Regions from separate parts of the Macaca mulatta genome. Here region 1 is linked to region 2. A link is a contact called in public Hi-C data. All regions are on one chromosome and are shown on one strand. The core of a region is the stretch at or near the end of the contact, and the rest is flanking DNA. Distances in the headings are between cores, read along the strand shown. Region 1 holds the start of ROBO2 (roundabout guidance receptor 2). Region 2 holds the start of ROBO1 (roundabout guidance receptor 1).

Region 1 (4,108 bases), core at 931-3,430, 1.9 Mb after region 2:
ATCCACAATGCAAATGCTGGAGGAAAGTTTATGTGGCATCAAGCTATTGTGATGGCTTGAACAGTTGGACTAATACACTTTAGGTTCTTTACAAGTACAGTAAGTAATTAAAAACCTAAAGTACTGCAATCCAGTTAGGAAAAAAAAAAATCTAGTATTCCTCTATACCAATTATTTCCATCGATATAAAAATTAAACCCTCTAGAAGGTTAACAGCAAATATTCTTTGAACTTTTTCTTTTGAATACAAACCAAAAAGCATGTTAACGATTATTTCCACTATTCATTCAAAAGAGCCACAAAAAAGGATTTTGCAATAGTCGCACAAGAAATTGACATCCTGTGAAAATATCCCAGTAAACCAAATCGGAACAAAAGACAAGGGAATCAGAGGCAGAATGCTGTGGGCTTGACAGACTGACTCAACCTAGAGGGAGACACCTACAGCACCTGTTTAAGGCCCCCGTTGTGTTTGCCACTGCGGACTGAGCTAAGTGTCCCACTCCTGTGGCCAGCCCATAGCTGATGCTTCCTCGTTCGTGGAGCCTCGCCCAGTCTTACTTTTGACAGTTTTCTCCCTAGGATCTAAATTCTTCCTTCTGATTTAACGCCAGGAGAGCATTCACCGGAACACAGGTGATACACACTGATCTCAGTCTCCAATTCCTAACCCATTGAACCTTCCTTAGAGTGTCTGTGACTGTATTTCTTCACTTGAATGTCTAAGCCAAAGTTCAGACACAAGAGCAAACATCAAACAGAGAGCAGGCACAATAGTATTAGGCTCTTTCAGGAGATGTACTGTAATATTTCTTTTTCTAAGAAAACTGGGAAAGCATCATTTATTACCCAACTCCTTAATTAATTAAGTAAATTACAACAACAAGAACAACAATAGGTGACTACCAACATGTTCCACTTGCAGCAGTTTAGAAACAAAAGACTTAAAGAAAACCTCTGCCCCCAAGGAGCCCGTGCCTGGCCAAAACGGACAAACAGACATACTGTCATTTCATCTATAACCCACATCAAATTCTAAAAGAAATGGTTTTGGGGGATTGGGGCGCAAAAAAAAAAGATAAAAGCATTTTTAACTTACCATCAACCCGAACATATAAAAATCCACAGAGCATTAGTTGTGTAAACATCAGCAGACTCATTTTGACATATTAAAAAGGATCCAGATTGTTTAAGAAACCAATCCCAGAGAGCAAAAGTACAAAAATAAGTATCAAAAAAAGAGGTAGGTCCAAACTTTAGACTTTCCTAGATACTAATTAAAGTCAAGAAGAGCAAATCGCAAGATCAGAAGGGGCCGGTGGAAAGGTCTTGAACGGGGCACGTTTAGATCCATCCAAATTAACAGAGGGCACTTCGAAGGCTGCTGTATTTCCAACACTCTGGCTTCCTAAATTCCCGCAAATGCAGCCCAGCCAGAGGGATGATTCAAGTGTGTCTAACCCTCTCTCCTTAGGCTCCACTGCAAGCCAAAGCCAAGTTCTTTCTTCAGAAGTCAAGATGATGAAGGGGGAGGAAAAGACCTAATTCCTAGAAAGTGTTCCACAAACTTGCCAGCACGCTGCCGAAAAACCATGGGCCTGCCTACTGGTTTTCTTTCCCCCGGTTTCCTTCTCCGTAGCAATCCACGTCCGGAGTTATTTTTTAATATGTATATATTTTTACTTAACTTCCATAATGAGGATGTGTCAAAGCAACACTTTGCAGGCGGGCAGACTTGGCGGGCCTCTCTCTCCTTTGCAGCCTGGTGGCCTCCCTCCACCTCTCTCGTTTCCAAAAGAGAGGCAAAGGGAAATCAGGACGATTCGGGTGGAGAATCCGAACTCCTACGTGGTGGGGCTGCGGGAGGAGGCGGGGAGGGAGCGAGCGAGGGAAGCAGCCAGCGAGGGAGGGAGGGGCCGGGCGGGGGCGGAGGCGGAGGCTGAGGCTGCAGCCACCCCGCGGGGCCGCCGCTGAGCGAGGTGCACCCGGCGGCTGCGGGCGCGGGCAGAGCCGGGCGTGTGAGCCCAGCCCGGGAGCGGCGGAGACAGGCAGCGCTCAGCCCAGCGCCAGGGCGGTCCAGCCGCTCGCCCGGTGCAGCCGCCGGTCCCCGCGATCCGGTCCCCGCCGCTGCTCCGGCAGCCCGGCCCGGAGCGTCCGCCTCCTCCGGCAGCTGCCGCGGGTGGAAGCACTCGGAGGAGGGAAGGCGAGGAGGCGGGAGGGGCGGGGAGGAACGAACGCGGCTCGGAGTCTGCCCCGGGGAGGGGCGGGGGCGGCGGGGGCGCGGAGCCTCCACCTCCAGACCCCGTCCGCCGCCCGCAGACTCCGCCGCCCGCCCGCCCACGCGGGGGCGCCTGCCCGCTGGGGAGCCGGAGGGTCCCGGAGACCGGAGAGTCCCGGCGGACCGAGACGGACCAATGCGGGGGCCCGGCCGGCTGCCCAGCGCCGAGGCCCGGGTCCACTCCGTCCCCTTCTCCGCGCCCCGCGTGCCCCTCCTTCCCGCCTCGGGAGGGCAGAGGTGGGCTCCAGCGCCTGCTCCTCGCCGCGTCCCGTTTAATGGGCAGGTAATTTTCTCGGTGAGCGATTTCACGGAAGCCCGGCCTAATTATTCATCGCTCCGTCTCCGGAGCTGCGGCGCGGTCTTGAAGGAGCTCACCCTCCGGGACCCGGGGCGCAGCCTCATTACCCGTCAAAATCACACACACTCTTCACCTTTGAGCCACGTGAGAAGCCGAGGAGGAGGAAGGCAAGGGAAGGAAACGCAATATAAGACCTTTTGGACTGGAAGGTGGTGGATAGATGCTTCCTATACGGTTAAAAAGCACAAGGGGGAAAAGGGAGGGGGGCAGAAATCAGTAACCTCCGGCGGCTCATTTTAGCCAAGATCTACGGCCCCCTGCGGCATCCCCAAGGGGCGGAGGGGGAGGAAGGGGTGGCACCCCCCTTGGGTTACTCAGTTGCCTTGTGACCCCTCGAAGATGAGTTTGATGCGCGATCGCGCAGCGCGAGGGAGTTCCGCAGAAGGTGCAAAGCAGGGGAGCGGGGATCCCAGAGCCTGGGGCGGGGGTCCCGAAGTCTCTCCCCTCCAGAGACCGCACCTCCAGAAGGACATTCGGAAAACGCAGGCTCTGGGTGTGGAAGCTGAAAACCCAGCTGAGCTCATGGAAGCTCCAAAAGAAGCCGAATTTCAGCCCAAAGACGACGAAACCCTGAACGTTAAGGCCAAGGCTACCAAGTGATGCCATTCAGGACCGGGGATGATTAAGGAAGGTCGCGTGAGATCACAGGGATGCCAGCGTCGGCGGTGCCCCGGTGTGGCCGGGCCCACGTGTGATCACAGGCTGGCTGGTAGCTGTTTGATGCCTGTTCAGATGATTAGAAGGCGGCTTAGAGGAACGCACGCGGGTCCCTGAGCCGAGCTAAATGCTGATGGTGAGTCTCTAGTTCCCCCTACTGGAAAATATCGGGAAAGATTCTCTCCGTAAGGGGCCCCTTGAGGAGGAGCCTTTGTTTGGTGGATGCATTTTGGTGCTGCTACTTAATTTAGGCCTCCCTTGCATATTATGGGCGCTGTGTGTAGTTTTAAAAAAAGGTCAGCGACATTCAAGCAATTAGAAGAGACATTAGGACACCTCAGCACGCTTGAAAATTACGGTAATGAAAGAGTCTTGCCAAAGAATGAAACAACCACTCTTCTTGCTAAAGCATTAAGAGTAATTTCAGCACACTTTTAATCTACAGTATTTACTTGTGAAGAAAAAAAGTGCATTCGGTTGTTAAAGTTGAATCACTTGAATTCTCACGGTAATAATTCTGAATGTGCTATTGTTTCAGCACCCCATGAAAAAAGGCTTAACTATTAAGGAGAAACTTGTTCACTCCCCACCACCCCAAAGGTCCAATAAATCGGATAATACTGTGGTTTAGAAAAATCCAAAAGTGCACTATTAACATCTCTTTTATCTCTGGAACAGGAAAGTAATTAAAATTCTTGAAAACTTTCATTTTAAACACTTGGGCTTGGTTTACCCAGTTCAAGATTACAATGTCTAGCTCATGTCTCCAAATAATATACACCACCAGCTTATCTCGGGCAAATTTCCTTATGCGG
Region 2 (4,334 bases), core at 272-2,771:
AATGTGCTCACCTGAAAAGAAATGGAAAAGCACACCACCATGTAGAAAAGAGCAAATCCTCCTTCTCTGCCCTATCCACTGTGCAGTTCTCTCCTCCAGAGGCAACCACCGAAAGTAGCTTCTTATATATACTGCTAGATACCAAATAGTTTTTTGGAAGTTATGGTACACAACTCTGTAGATAACAATTCTGCCATTTATTCAGGGTTCGGCATGTTAGGTATCTTACATACTGTGTCTATTTATTTGTTTATTTAAGACAGATTCTTGCTCTGTTGCCCAGGCTGGAGTGCGGTGGCGTTATGTCAGTTCATTGCAACCTCTGCCTCCTGGGTTCAAGCAATTCTTCTGTCTCAGCCTCCCGAGTAGCTGGGGCTACAGGCGAACGCCACCACGCCCGTCTAATTTTTGAATTTTGAGTAGAGACGGGGTTTCACCATATTGGTCAGGGTAGTCTCGAACTCCCGACCTTAAGTAATCCGCCCCCCTGGGCCTCCCAAAATGCTGGGATTACGGGTGTGAGCCACAGCACCTGGCCACTGTGTTTTACTTAATAGAAAGAAAGAAAAGTGACTGACTCAATGAATGAATGCCTTTCAGATGTGTCAGGTTTGTTTTGCTTTGTGTAATTTTTGTTAATGCAATAAAATATCTCGAGAACAGAAACAGAGAAGAGAAAACAGACCTGGTCACAGAGCTGTAACTGGCAGGTAGGGATTTAAGAGGGGGCACACTGGGTGTCAAAGCCTGTGTCTGGTTTTGAAATGCTGACTAGCTTCTCCTAACTGCAAACTCAGCTAGTTAAGAATGTTTCTTTGCATTTGTTTCTCTCTCTCTCTCTCTCTCTCTCTCTCTCTCTCTTTTTTTTTAACTTCCCCATTGTTAGCTTTCTAATGTGTGAAGTCTATCAAGTTGAAAGAGAGGGTTTCAAATGAAACATGAGGAAATGATCCCAAGGCCCAACCCTGTGCCTTATGATTTGGGTATCTTTTCTACAAGACTTCCACAACTGCAACTTAAAAGGATGGTCGTAGAGACTGCCCATCTACTGATATGTTCTGGATAGTTCTCTGTTTACCTACTGTCCTAAAGGCATGTTGCTCAAAATTGCTTTTTTTTTTTTTTTTTTTTTTTTTAATGGGACTGGCGAGAAGTGAGAGTGGAGTTGAGAGTCTATTCCAATTCCGGGGAGCGGCAAGGAAGAGGTTAAGTTGGACCAGGAGGATTTTTGAAGTCTTTGGCTGGGAGGTTCCATTTGGAGAAAGGTGCAGGGGAGCTAGGGGTGGCGAGAGAAACAAGACAGGTTCTCATTCGCCTGGATTTCCGATTCTGAGCAATTGGATTCTCACCTGAGGGCGCCATTGGGCACCCCTGGCTTGTGGATGGAAATACTGAGGAGCAGAACTTGCCTGACCCGCGCCTGGAGAGTAGAGGGAAGCGCAGCAAGGACCACGCGGCCCCTTTAAGTATTCTGGGGCCGGGGAGGAGAGGGAGGAAACCGGGAGCCGCCGGGACTCGGGGAAACCCACAAGCAACTGAGCTGGAGCGGAGGCAGCGTGAGAGCAGAAACTTCAGACGCCGCTGATCCGGGAGGAGCCGGGGGAGCCGCGGCGGCCGTCTCTCCCACCCGCAGCAGCATCCTCCCTGCCGTTCTCTGCCGCCCCGGGGAGAGCCGGGCGCTGCCTCTGCAGCTTCCACGAGCCAGGGGTGCAGGCAGCTACCCCCGGGAAGTTTGGGCTTCTGCGTAGTTCAGGGGCGCCTGCGAGCGCCCCAGCCGGCGAGGGGCCGGGGGCGATGTTGGGCGCCGCGCGGGGCTGGGGGCGCCCGGAAGACGTGCGAGGGTCCGCGCTCCTGCCGCCGCCTCCAGTACCCTCCGCATCCCGCAAGTGATGGGAACAAGGGCCCGCCCAGGCCGCCGCTGTCGCCGCACCGCCCCCTCGCTCGCCCCCTGCGCGCGGAGTCACCCAGTCACACTCCCGGCACCCCGAGCCCGTCCTCCGGAGCTGCTGCTGCTGCTCCTTTGGCTGCCGTCGCCGCCGCCGCGCGTGGCCCGCCGCTGACTGGGCTCGCGGGGAGACGGAGCCGCACTTTTCGGCCCTGCCGGATCCGCTCTCACACCCCAGCTTGGCCGCCGCCGCCCCGCGCCCGCCCGCGCCGCGCCGCGCCTGCCCCGGCCGCACTCTGGGGGGGCGCACGCCGGGAGGCTCGGCCCGACCGCGGAGGCAGGAAGCGGCGCGACTGCGCTTCTGCTTCGGCTCTTTGTTGTTCGCTTTGGATGGTGCTTCTTGAAAGTGTCTGAGCCGCCTCGGAAACCCTGCGGCCGGAGAAGACAGACCTTGGAATTCTTCCTCCGCAAAAGTCTCTGAGATACTGACAAGCGTCCAGAAAGGTCGACGAGTAATTGCCCTGAAAACTCCCGGCTAATTGACCCACGTTGCTTATATTAAGCCTTTGTGTGTGGTGTGTGTGGTGTGTGGCTTCATACATTTGGGGACCCTATTTCCACTCTCTCCTCTTGGCATGAGACTGTATGCAGGATCCACCCGAGGACAATGATTGCGGAGCCTGCTCACTTTTACCTGTTTGGATTAATATGTCTCTGTTCAGGTAACCCCGCGTCTTCTTTCTTCACCCTTGATCCTCCCTGTTCCCCTCTCTCCACTTTTCACAATCAAACCCAGAATTGCATTTTGGTTACGCGTCCCTCCCAAGGCGGGAGGGGCTCTATTCCTGCAAGACTTTTAGGCGAACATGTTCCTAGTTCACATTTGGGGTTGTCTCTTTTTCCCATTCCCCAAAATCTCCCCTCCGCCCCTGAACCTCCTCAAGACTCTTTGCAGATCTCGGCCTTTTGCCAAGTTCAGGGCACGCCCAGATTACTCTGGGCAAACGCACGTCTAAGCACTGGGGTGGGAGGAGGCCGCGGCTGGCGGGGAGCTGGGGCCCCCAGGATGAGCCGAAGTGAGTATCAGCCACCGGCCGCTTCCCTGGGGAGGGAAATGTGCGCCCTGGGAGCTTGTGGCCCGCAGGCTGGCCAGGATTCCTGAACCTAGTCCTCCTCTAGCCCCTCCTCTTCCGAGCACAAGGGGTTATTAGTAGTTGTTTTATATAACCAAAGTCTGTAATTAAATTTGATTCTGAAGAAGCTTCATGAAATAACTTCTTCTTAAGGTAGGATATAAAATAGCCACTGCCTCGCTGGGTTTAGAAGGAAACAGGCGGTTGCCAGCATCGGAAAGGGGACAGTTAGTTGCCTGGGAAGTCTCACTGGCGAAAGAAAACAGCTGAATTTGGGATGTTTAGGATTAATTAAATCATACTGAAATTCCATATGAAGTGTTGGAAGGATGCTGAAACGGGGCCCTTCTGACCTAAGAGGACACACTGTATCTACACTTGCAAATAGTTTTTTTTTTTTACCCTCCCTAAGAAACTTTTTTACTATGGGTGAACTGAGCCACGACTCAACTTTTGTTTCTTTCTTTTTGGTAGATTCTGGTTTCAATCACGGATCCGATTTCAAGCTTTAAAACACGCACACACACACGCACGCACACACACACATACACACTGGACCTCGGAATTTTTATAGTCACATTCTCATACTGAGCTTCAAGTTGCATCAGGGCTTATCGGTAAGAGTCACTCAGTTTGCACAATTATGAAACGATTTTAAAGGTTAGTTTGAGCTTTTGTGGTCTATGGTTATCATTTATGTTTTGACCGGGGATTTTACTTAAGGCAGATAGTTAACAGAGTAAGAAAAAGGGGGGGGGGGGGGCAGAGTGGAAATAAATAAATAAACCACATATGTCAGCTAAATGATACCGAATAAACTCCTAAAATAATTTTAGCCTATGAATTGTGCTTGCTGGCTGAAAGTTACAAGGAAGATTTGCAACTAAAGTACATTTTAAAAATTATTAAATTGTTTCTCCTTTAAAGAAAACAAAGTGAAGTTTCAACCTGGTGTGTCTCATGTATGTCACAGTGGAGGGATGAGTAGACTAACTCCTTGGGGTTGGCATTCCCCATTTCCAGCTTCTCCTTCCGTAACGCCTTAGTTTTCCTTAGTTTGCCTATCGAAGTGATTGAATAGTCCCTCCAATCCCCCACACCTAGCTGTGGATGCAAATCAAAAACATTAAAATCTGATCTCTCTATTTGCCTCTCTTGGCTGTGTCTCTCCCTAGTTTAATTTACAGCTTCAGATACCTTTGAGATTTCTGTTGATTCACCTTTCTGGTTAAAGTTTATTTACGTGTGTAAAGTGAAGTGTCATTGTGATAAATGACTGGAGGGGCAGATTACTGAAGATAGAGGGATTAATGGTC

Evidence for each region. A called contact is a pair of places that touch in the nucleus more often than the background predicts.
Region 1: a contact with region 2 is called in a Hi-C map of fetal cortex germinal zone, with 10 times the contacts expected there. The contact joins the promoter of ROBO2 here to the promoter of ROBO1 in region 2. A contact is called at or near these places in 2 of 14 Hi-C or Micro-C datasets (fetal cortex germinal zone and fetal cortical plate).

The regions. Positions count from the first base shown.
Region 1 is chr2:202,277,955-202,282,062 of T2T-MMU8v2.0, forward strand. It overlaps ROBO2 (roundabout guidance receptor 2), which reads right to left and starts at 2,181. Exons shown (of 27, transcript XM_077994327.1): 1 at 1,100-2,181. The coding sequence starts at 1,160.
Region 2 is chr2:200,340,817-200,345,150 of T2T-MMU8v2.0, forward strand. It overlaps ROBO1 (roundabout guidance receptor 1), which reads left to right and starts at 1,522. Exons shown (of 28, transcript XM_077994323.1): 1 at 1,522-2,607. The coding sequence starts at 2,553.